3 separate regions of the Mus musculus genome follow, and regions 1 and 3 are each linked to region 2. Evidence: chromatin contacts called from public HiChIP or PLAC-seq data. All regions are on one chromosome and are shown on one strand. The core of a region is the stretch at or near the end of the contact, and the rest is flanking DNA. Distances in the headings are between cores, read along the strand shown.

What was found. HiChIP or PLAC-seq counts read pairs in DNA pulled down with a chosen protein or histone mark.
Region 1: a FOXA1 HiChIP or PLAC-seq map of pancreatic cancer cells shows a contact between it and region 2. The contact joins the promoter of Nyap1 here to the promoter of Zfp68 in region 2. A contact is called at or near these places in 1 of 39 promoter capture datasets (hippocampal neurons) and 1 of 115 datasets of contacts at active chromatin or transcription factors (pancreatic cancer cells).
Region 3: a FOXA1 HiChIP or PLAC-seq map of pancreatic cancer cells shows a contact between it and region 2. The contact joins the promoter of Pilrb2 here to the promoter of Zfp68 in region 2. A contact is called at or near these places in 2 of 39 promoter capture datasets (cranial neural crest and hippocampal neurons) and 2 of 115 datasets of contacts at active chromatin or transcription factors (embryonic forebrain and pancreatic cancer cells).

What each region holds. Positions count from the first base shown.
Region 1 is chr5:137,739,834-137,742,533 of GRCm38.p6, reverse strand. Nyap1 (neuronal tyrosine-phosphorylated phosphoinositide 3-kinase adaptor 1) reads left to right here and starts at 1,366. Exons shown (of 7, transcript NM_001347505.1): 1 at 1,366-1,483.
Region 2 is chr5:138,618,296-138,620,995 of GRCm38.p6, reverse strand. Zfp68 (zinc finger protein 68) reads left to right here and starts at 1,253. Exons shown (of 6, transcript NM_013844.2): 1 at 1,253-1,387.
Region 3 is chr5:137,870,417-137,873,116 of GRCm38.p6, reverse strand. It overlaps Pilrb2 (paired immunoglobin-like type 2 receptor beta 2), which reads left to right and starts at 1,359. Exons shown (of 5, transcript NM_001384202.1): 1 at 1,359-1,548; 2 at 1,866-2,252. The coding sequence starts at 1,464.

The sequences.
Region 1 (2,700 bases), core at 117-2,616, 880 kb after region 2:
CTGAAAATTTTTAAAAAGCCACAGTCTTGCTCGTCTTGTCTGTCATATTTTCGCCATAGTAAAAATGGCTGTAGTAGCTGCAGTCAGGAAACAAGCTTCCCACGTACCCTTACTCCTCCAAACTGGATCCCTATATAGGCTGCTGGTTTACAAAGTGCTTACAACCCTCTTCCTTCCTAAGGTCTTTATTTATAGTCGCATGTAGGCCACGGTCGGCTTTGAACTTGTGTAGCAGAGGATGACCTTGAACTGAAGCGCCTCTTGATTCTACCTGAGGAATGCTGGGATCACAGGTGTGTGCCGCAGCGTGTCAAGCCTCAGTAAGGTTAATCGAGGCAAGTGTGAAATGAGACATGGCTCAGACAAGCAGTGGGATGTGCTTGGGGCCACACAACACACCTGCATAGATTTTGCCGCATTGAAAAGCGTCCACAGGTACCAGGGATTAGGATGTGCATATTTTGCAGGGGATATCTCCCCCCCCCCCCCCCCCCCCAGTCCTTGGCGGATACAGCAGAGGTCTTCTCGATGCTAATTTACCCAACCACAAAGCTATCCACGTAAGGAATTTGTCAGAGCTCTGATGAGAAAAGGTCAAAAGAGGGGAGGGGTGAGGTCACATCCCTAACCACTCCCAGGTGGTGCCCCTGGTGGTCTCCCGCACGGGCCAACCTGGTGCGCTCAGATCCTGGCGGGCGGCGCCCACGGAGTCAAAGGTTAGTAAGGAATGACTTGGAGCGCGGGGGCGGACGCGCGGAAGACTTTGAGCCCCACACGGTGGAACAAGGTCCGGGCGCCTGGGAGGCTGCAAGGGGAGGAGGCCCAGCACCGCCAGCCAATTCTCGTGCCCTCCCCGCACCTAGGGCGGGGTGGCAGGGTGGGGGCACGGCGGGGACTAAGCCAAGGGAGCACGCCCCCTGCTGAGCAGATGCGCTGATCTCCAGGCAGGCGACTCGGAGTCCCTCTGCCCGCCTCACCGCTTGGTAGCACCCAGGGGCCGCAGCCGCAGCCTCCCACCCGGGAGCACTAAGGCGCACCGGGTTCGCGGGTGGGTGCGACCTCCAGGCTTCCGCTGGGGGGCGCCGCTGAGCACCCCGCTCCGCTTAGGGCTTGGGAGACCCAACCCAGCACAACACGGCTGAGTAGGGGGCGCGGGTCGGCGAGAACCAGACGCCCGAAAGCTGCGGAGCGGAACTCCCACACCCCAAGACCATCCTCTCAAGATCCCCTGTACGCTCCGCAGTCCTTGCACCCTCCACCCTAACCTCCTGGTGCAGCGCCGCACCGCCGTTCCCGCTCTGCCCTTGGAGGGTGTGGAAGGGTGGGTTTGGGGCCGGGGGCGGGTCTGGGGGCGGACCCGGAGGCGGGGCTGTCTCTGCGGCAGGGCCCAGTTCGGCTCCCCCAGTCTCTCTCTGTCTCTCCTCCTCCCTCCTCCTGCTCCGGGCGGAGCCCGGCATGGGGGGGCCGGCGCCCGGCAGGCCAGGTACGGTGATGTAGAAACTGGGGAGGCTTCATGCGGGGAGGTGGTGATGGGGGGACTACGGGTAGGGAGGAATTGGCGGGGCGAGAGGCGGAGACACCCAGGGTAGCAGGACAAGGGGAAGAGGAGGGGGTGCCCCGGGAACCTGGGGCCCTTGGATGGAAAAGGGGGGGGGGGTTAAAGCAGGCCAGGTTTGGAACAAACTGGGGAAGGAGGAGGACGGCTGTGAGGAGGGGCTCCAGGGAGGAGACGTGAAGCTGAAGGCGAAAGGGAGAGAGTGTGTTTGGGGGAAGGGACGCAAAGCGCAGGTATGGAGGCCGAAGCCCAGAAGGTTGCTATGGGGCCAGACTGGAGACCCCCGCCAGGGTGGGATTCAAGGGCGGGACTACTAGGGGGGAGCCGGGGGTTCTCCCAAATCCTGGAGCAGACAGAAGGTAGATTGATTTGGGCTATCAGCAAGAGGAGGGAGGCAGAAACCATTGCTGAGGGACCAGGGAGCTGGAATAGAGGTGGACGGAGGTCCAGGCCCAGGATTGGAAAAGCGGGGACTCCGGAGAGTGAAGGTAGATGGATGGATGGGATTTCAGTTGCCCAACTCAGTATCACCATCCTTCCTTCAGCATCCCCACCCTGCCCTGATGAACCCCCCACTAAGCCTCAGGGCCTAAAAGAGGGTAGGAAGCCTAACTCCCCCCCCCCCCAAGCTGGGTGCAATGTACGCAAGTAGGCCCTGAGCACAACTTGTCTGTAGGTGTGGCCAATTCCATAGCAGATTTGTGTGCTAGAGGTCTGTGTGTATCTATCAGTGGGTGTGTCTGTGGGTGTTTATGTCTGTGTGTGTTGTTCCTGGGTTTGTGTTTACCTGTGCCCCTTTATGTCTGTCCCTATTTGTAGATATGTCTGTGGCCTGTGGTGTGTCTAAATATGCTGTGTCCCTACAGAGTTGCTGTATGCTTGTGAGGTCTGTCTGTCTGTGGTGGTTCGGGATATATTTACACAGAATGGGAATCTGTGCCAACCTGATCGCTCAGTGTCTGTGGCTCCAAACACCTTTGTCAGGGTGTGTGATTCTGGACACACACACTTCTATGGCTGCCTGTCTGGGAGGGGTTCCCTAAACTGTATGGGATATTCTGTGCCTGTGTTTTCCTTTTCTGAAGACCCAAATCACGTCTCTGCTCCTTTTTCTCTTTCATTCCTCCCTCCCCAACCATATCTTC
Region 2 (2,700 bases), core at 4-2,503:
TAATTTGTATTACAGTCACATAAGGTTGGATAACACGCCCTTCATTGTTCGGTAAACCAGCAGTGATTTTCTCTAAAGAAAATACCAGGCAAGACAATACTGATGTCATGACAATACTCAAGGCTCACCAATAGTTGCCTCTAGACCTATAAGCAGACTCAAGGCAAAGCAGGCCCCTAGAGGGGAGGTAGAAAGTATAGTCCTCGAGGAAGTATGCTACACTACAAAGGAGCTTTGTGAGTTTGCTAAGTCATTCAAACAGAAGTCTGTTTTATTTCTGTGAAGAGATACCAAGTCCAGGCTCTTTCTCCTCCTTTCCACGTGTGGATCAGGATGTAGCTCTCAGCTACCACTTCAGCACCAGGTACTTCACCATGCTCCCCACAACTGTGATAACAATAATAACAGACTAACCTCTGAAACTGTCAGCAGCCCCTCCTATCCCCCCTCCCAGTTAAATGCTTTCTTTTATAAGAATTGTCTTGGTCATGGTGTGCACCTTTGTTGTTCAAAATCAAGTGACCGGCCCCGAAATTATAAACATAGAGGAAATGGTAAAAATAACTCATCAGGTTAATATAGAAAAGACCATGAATTTGAGATGGAGAGAGGGAGGGGATATGAAAGGGTTTGGAGGAAGAAGACATGGTAAGAGTTGGAGAGAGGAAAGGAAAGAAAGAAATGATGTAAATATATTTAAAAGAATTTAAAAGAAAAACCCCATATACACCAGTATCACTCAAAGGAAAAAAAAAACTTAATTATTTTCATCACAAAAGGTCACACACTTAAGACAGTATATAATTTTTGCCTTGAATCCTTTTCTAGTACATTTTGGAAAGTCCAGACCGTCACAGCTGTACCAGAAAAAAGGCTCTAGGTAAGCCTGAAATAGAACCCAGATCCTCATTCTTTTGAGCAAACCATGTGACCTAGCTTATTCGCTATAAATTATGGAGGCAGACACTGTACATAGCAAGCTTTGTGTGTGTGTAAAATCACGCCACACGTTTATGTGATTTTAGGTATAGGAATATAAGGAATATGCTGAGTTTCACAAGAAACCCTCTGTCTTAAAATTAGCTGCAGCCAAGAACCTGTCATTCTGAGCTCCTACAGCTGTGCGTTGGCGCCATCTACTGTCACTCAAGGGGCTGGACCCGGAGCCCTGTCCAATCGGAGGCACTGAGTTGAGAAGTGTCCAATCAGACACACAGAGGGAGGGCGGGGGGCGGGCTTTGGCTGTCACCGGTCCTTTGTCTGGGAGCCGCCATCTTGGGCTCGGTGTTCCTGCCCAGGAGCCTCCTGCGCAGCTTTGTTGGCGTAGTGACGCTGTGGGTGCTGGACGATGGTGGGAGGACACCAGCGTCTCGCAGAAGTGGACTTGGTGAGTGTGCGGGTGGTGTCCGGAGGTGATGGCGCGGGAGCTGGGCGCGCTGTTGCGGAACGGGGTCTGCAGTCAGGCCTCGCGGGCGCTCGCGCTGGATCCCCGGGGCTGTGGGACTGCTCGAGCCCGGGCGTCCTGTCCCTCCGGATGCGGTGACTTCAGCGGGCTCTGGGCTACTCTGAGAAGGCTGCTTGGTTCCCGCAGGTTGTGTTGTGTTGGGTTCTTTTCCATTCCGTCTGTGAGGCTTTTTCTACGAGAGTGAGTGTGGCCCACCGGATACTTAGTTTCTCCTTCCTTCTTATGAGCCTGCTGGTTTCCTCTAATTTTTATAGAGGGTTGGGCATCCAGTCTCAAATCCAGAATCCTGAATGCCAGCCCCGCCCCTCCATATTCTTTATAAGCGTTCCCTGCCCCTATATTTACCTTTTTGCCTATTTTCTCAAATACCAACTTCCAGTTTCCATTATGTTAACTGTTATTCATTGTACATTTCAAATATGCAGTATTGTATAATGTAGTTTTTTTTTTCAATTTCTAGAGTACTAGAGAAAAGTACACTCTCAAGAACTTTAAATTTTTTTTTTTCTGTTTGTGAACACATCACGAAAACAGAAAGGAAAACAAATCATTTGACTCCTGAACATTGTGGGAAAAGTCATTGAGTTTTACATGAATGCTCTGTTAATGTGTTTCAGCATGCATATTACCATATAGCAACAAAATGGAATACTTGTTAACTATTTGCATACCAAAGTATCTGAGCATAACAGTTTAGTTTTGTTTTAATGCTGGTCATGTTTACAAATGTCCTCAAAAGTTCGATTGTATTTTAAGTTGTTTATGGGCTCATCCTTGGGGCATCTTTATGCACAGTAGGCCATGTCTGGAATTCAGTTCAATCAAGAACCAACTCATTGCCAAGTTGAGCAAATGATATTATTTAGAAAACATAGGTAAAGACCAAAACACCACAACTTAGTAAGTAGTAGATTATTTTACTTATATGTAAATATGTTTATTTGTGTGATTGTTTGCCATTAGCATGCAGTACCTTGGAGGCCAGAAGAGGGCACTGGACCCACTGCAGCTGCTGTAACAAGTTGTGAGGCATCTGGGAACTGAACTTGGGTCCTCTGGAAGGCTGGCTTTATTAAGAATCAAGTATTCTTAAATACTGAGCCAGTTCTCGAGCCCTAAGATTTTTATATTACCTAAGACTGACTTACAGAGAAGTCAACAAAAGATGATGGTTTAAAAAGTCACGGGTTTGGCCCTGCCCTCACATTGCATACACCTGAAGAACATTAAAGAGT
Region 3 (2,700 bases), core at 110-2,609, 750 kb after region 2:
ATGAATACAGATGAATACAAACTGTCAGGACATGACAGTTTGTGTCTGGATCAGAACAAGGTATCTGAGGACCATGGGGACTGTAAAGGGAGTCAGAGAAGCAGACATGAAAGAGGGCAGGCTGCAAAGCCAGCTGCAGGGAAGCAGGAACAAGGCGATCAGTGCCAGGGAACCTAAGGAAATGGGAAGAGGTCTCTGCACATGTCACTCAGGGAGATTGATGCCACTTCCTCTGACACCATCATGTGTTTGTGCCCTTCAGGAAGCTGATGGCACCATGTCCTGAGGAAGGGTAGTTTGAACCTCCTTAGAACCAGCCCTGAGGTCACCACAGCCTCTGCCCCAACCTTTCAACCCAAGTCACAGGCCAGCTGTGTCCACTGTCAGCCATGTCCCAGGCCTTACATCATGAATGACACATGGCTGCTCAGAGCTGTGTTTGCCCACTTAGTCCAAAGAAGGTTCTCCTGTGGCCATAACTAGAGGAAGTCACTCAAGAGCTTTGTGGAAAGAGCCTCCTCAGAGGCTGCACTGAGCAGGCAAACTGAAGTCTCTGTGTGGAATGGAAGACTCCAAGAACTCAATGTGACTAAAGTCCAGTCAATGAGCCACGTGGCTGTTGTATGACATGTGCCTTGACTTCTCTGATCCTTGTTATCCTCTCCTGAGTGAGTGTTATGGTAGGAGGAGGAGAGGCAGGAAGGCTCCTTTAGAAACTGGAGTAGCTTTAGAGTCACTGTCCAGGAAGCCAAAGGAAGTTGGAGGCTCTACCACAGAGATCAGGGCAAGGTGGAGGGGATCCTCAAAGCCTTGATTCTGCCTGGGCACTGGGAAGGCTCCCTGAAAGGCAAGAAAGAGCAAGTTGCGATGGGGACAGAGAGGGGGAAGGAAGAGCAGGGTAAGGGGGTTATTGTGCTAGGGCCTGGGACTTACTGTGTTTCCTGATTACACCTTCCTCATTGTGTCTGAGGTGATTTAGAAACTGACAACTTCATTAGGTGAGATAATTAGAGAGAAATGTGACAACCAGCATGGTGGGAGACATAATGAGAAAGAGATTAAGTAGGGGGAAGGAAAGACTAGAAGAAAAATAGAGGAAGGGAAACAGAGATTACAAGCCACTTAGGAAATGGAAAACAGTAGATAAGATAGAAGATGAAGGTGGAAGAGAGGAGAGCCCTGCCTCCTGAGGACAAAGCCATGTCTCCAAGCCAACAATGGGGGCTGGGCCAAAGTCCAGTTATGTTGTCAGTGACCACAGGGCGGATCTTCTGCAACATGGGAAAAGAAGAAGCCAGATCAATAAAGGAAGTTGCTGGCCACAAGGAGGTGGAGATGGAAAGGTCCTGCCCCAACTCAGTCCTCCACATGAGAAGGCCTGGGGATCTGTCTCGCTTTACCCTGGTTCTCTCTGGACTCCTGAGCACCCCAGTGTCCCTAGACAGAGCATCCTTGCCTTCCTGATGGCTTTGCTGATCTCGCTTCCTGGAGAGACTCCAGCCATGGCTCAGATCCTGCTTCTGCTCTCATCAGCCTGTCTGCATGCTGGTGAGTGGTAGCGACCTCACTAGCAGGGACTTAACCTCAGGAGGGGACAATGGGGCTGGGAAGAGTAGGGAGTCATGTGGACAGGTGTCTGCTAGAGGAGCCAGCCAGGACTCTCTGCCCCAAGAGTCAGTTGACATTGCAGAGGGAGCCCAACCCAACCCTTCACTGTCTTTCCTGTCCCACTAGCTTTGGGGACAGTCCTGCCTTGTGTCTCACCCCTGCCTGTGCAAGAAGTCTCAGAATGTTCTGTGTTGTCCTTTCTATGTTTCCTGTCACTGTCCCCTGCAGTGGCTTCAGAGTCTCCCCATCCTTCCCAGGAAATTCAGCAAGATCAAACGGAGGAAATGACTTTGGGGTCAACCAACCTGAACGCTGCTCTGGAGTCCAGGGTGGCTCCATCGACATCCCCTTCTCCTTCTACTTCCCCTGGAAGTTAGCCAAGGATCCACAGATGAGCATAGCCTGGAGATGGAAGGATTTCTTTGGGCACTTCATCTACAACTCCTCCATGCCTTTCATACATGAGCACTTCAAGGGCCGGCTCATCCTGAACTGGACACAGGGTCAGACATCTGGAGTCCTCAGAATCCTGAACTTTAAGGAGTCTGACCAGACCTGGTACTTCTGCAGAGTTTTTCTGCAAACAACAGAAGGCATAAAGTTTTGGCAGTCACTTCCTGGAACCCAACTCACCCTGACACAAGGTGAGTCACCTTGGCTCGGGCTTTGATGTCTGTGGCTTCCTTGTCCTGTGCCTGTCACCTCAGGCTTCATAACTCTGAGCTTCCTTTCATATTCATTTCCCTTGGAACTGCCCATACCTCTGCCAACAGCACTTCCCTTGTAGTTGTGACTAGCCTTCTCTGCTACCTCTGCTATGGTTTTGTCATTCTCTGCAGACACAGAACCACACCTGACTCTAAGCTTTAGCATCTGTCCTTCCCTCCTGCTCACTCCCTTATTGTTCGAAATCTGACTACTCTCCTGCCAGCTTTCACACATGACTTCAAGCTGAATAAACTTCTCCAGAATGTAGCTGACTCTCTTGGCCCTACATAAGGACTCCAATTGATCCCTCTATGCAGCATCTCCACACAACTCCAACCTCAGCTCAGAAACTATAAAAGAACATATAGTGGGGACCATTGCATG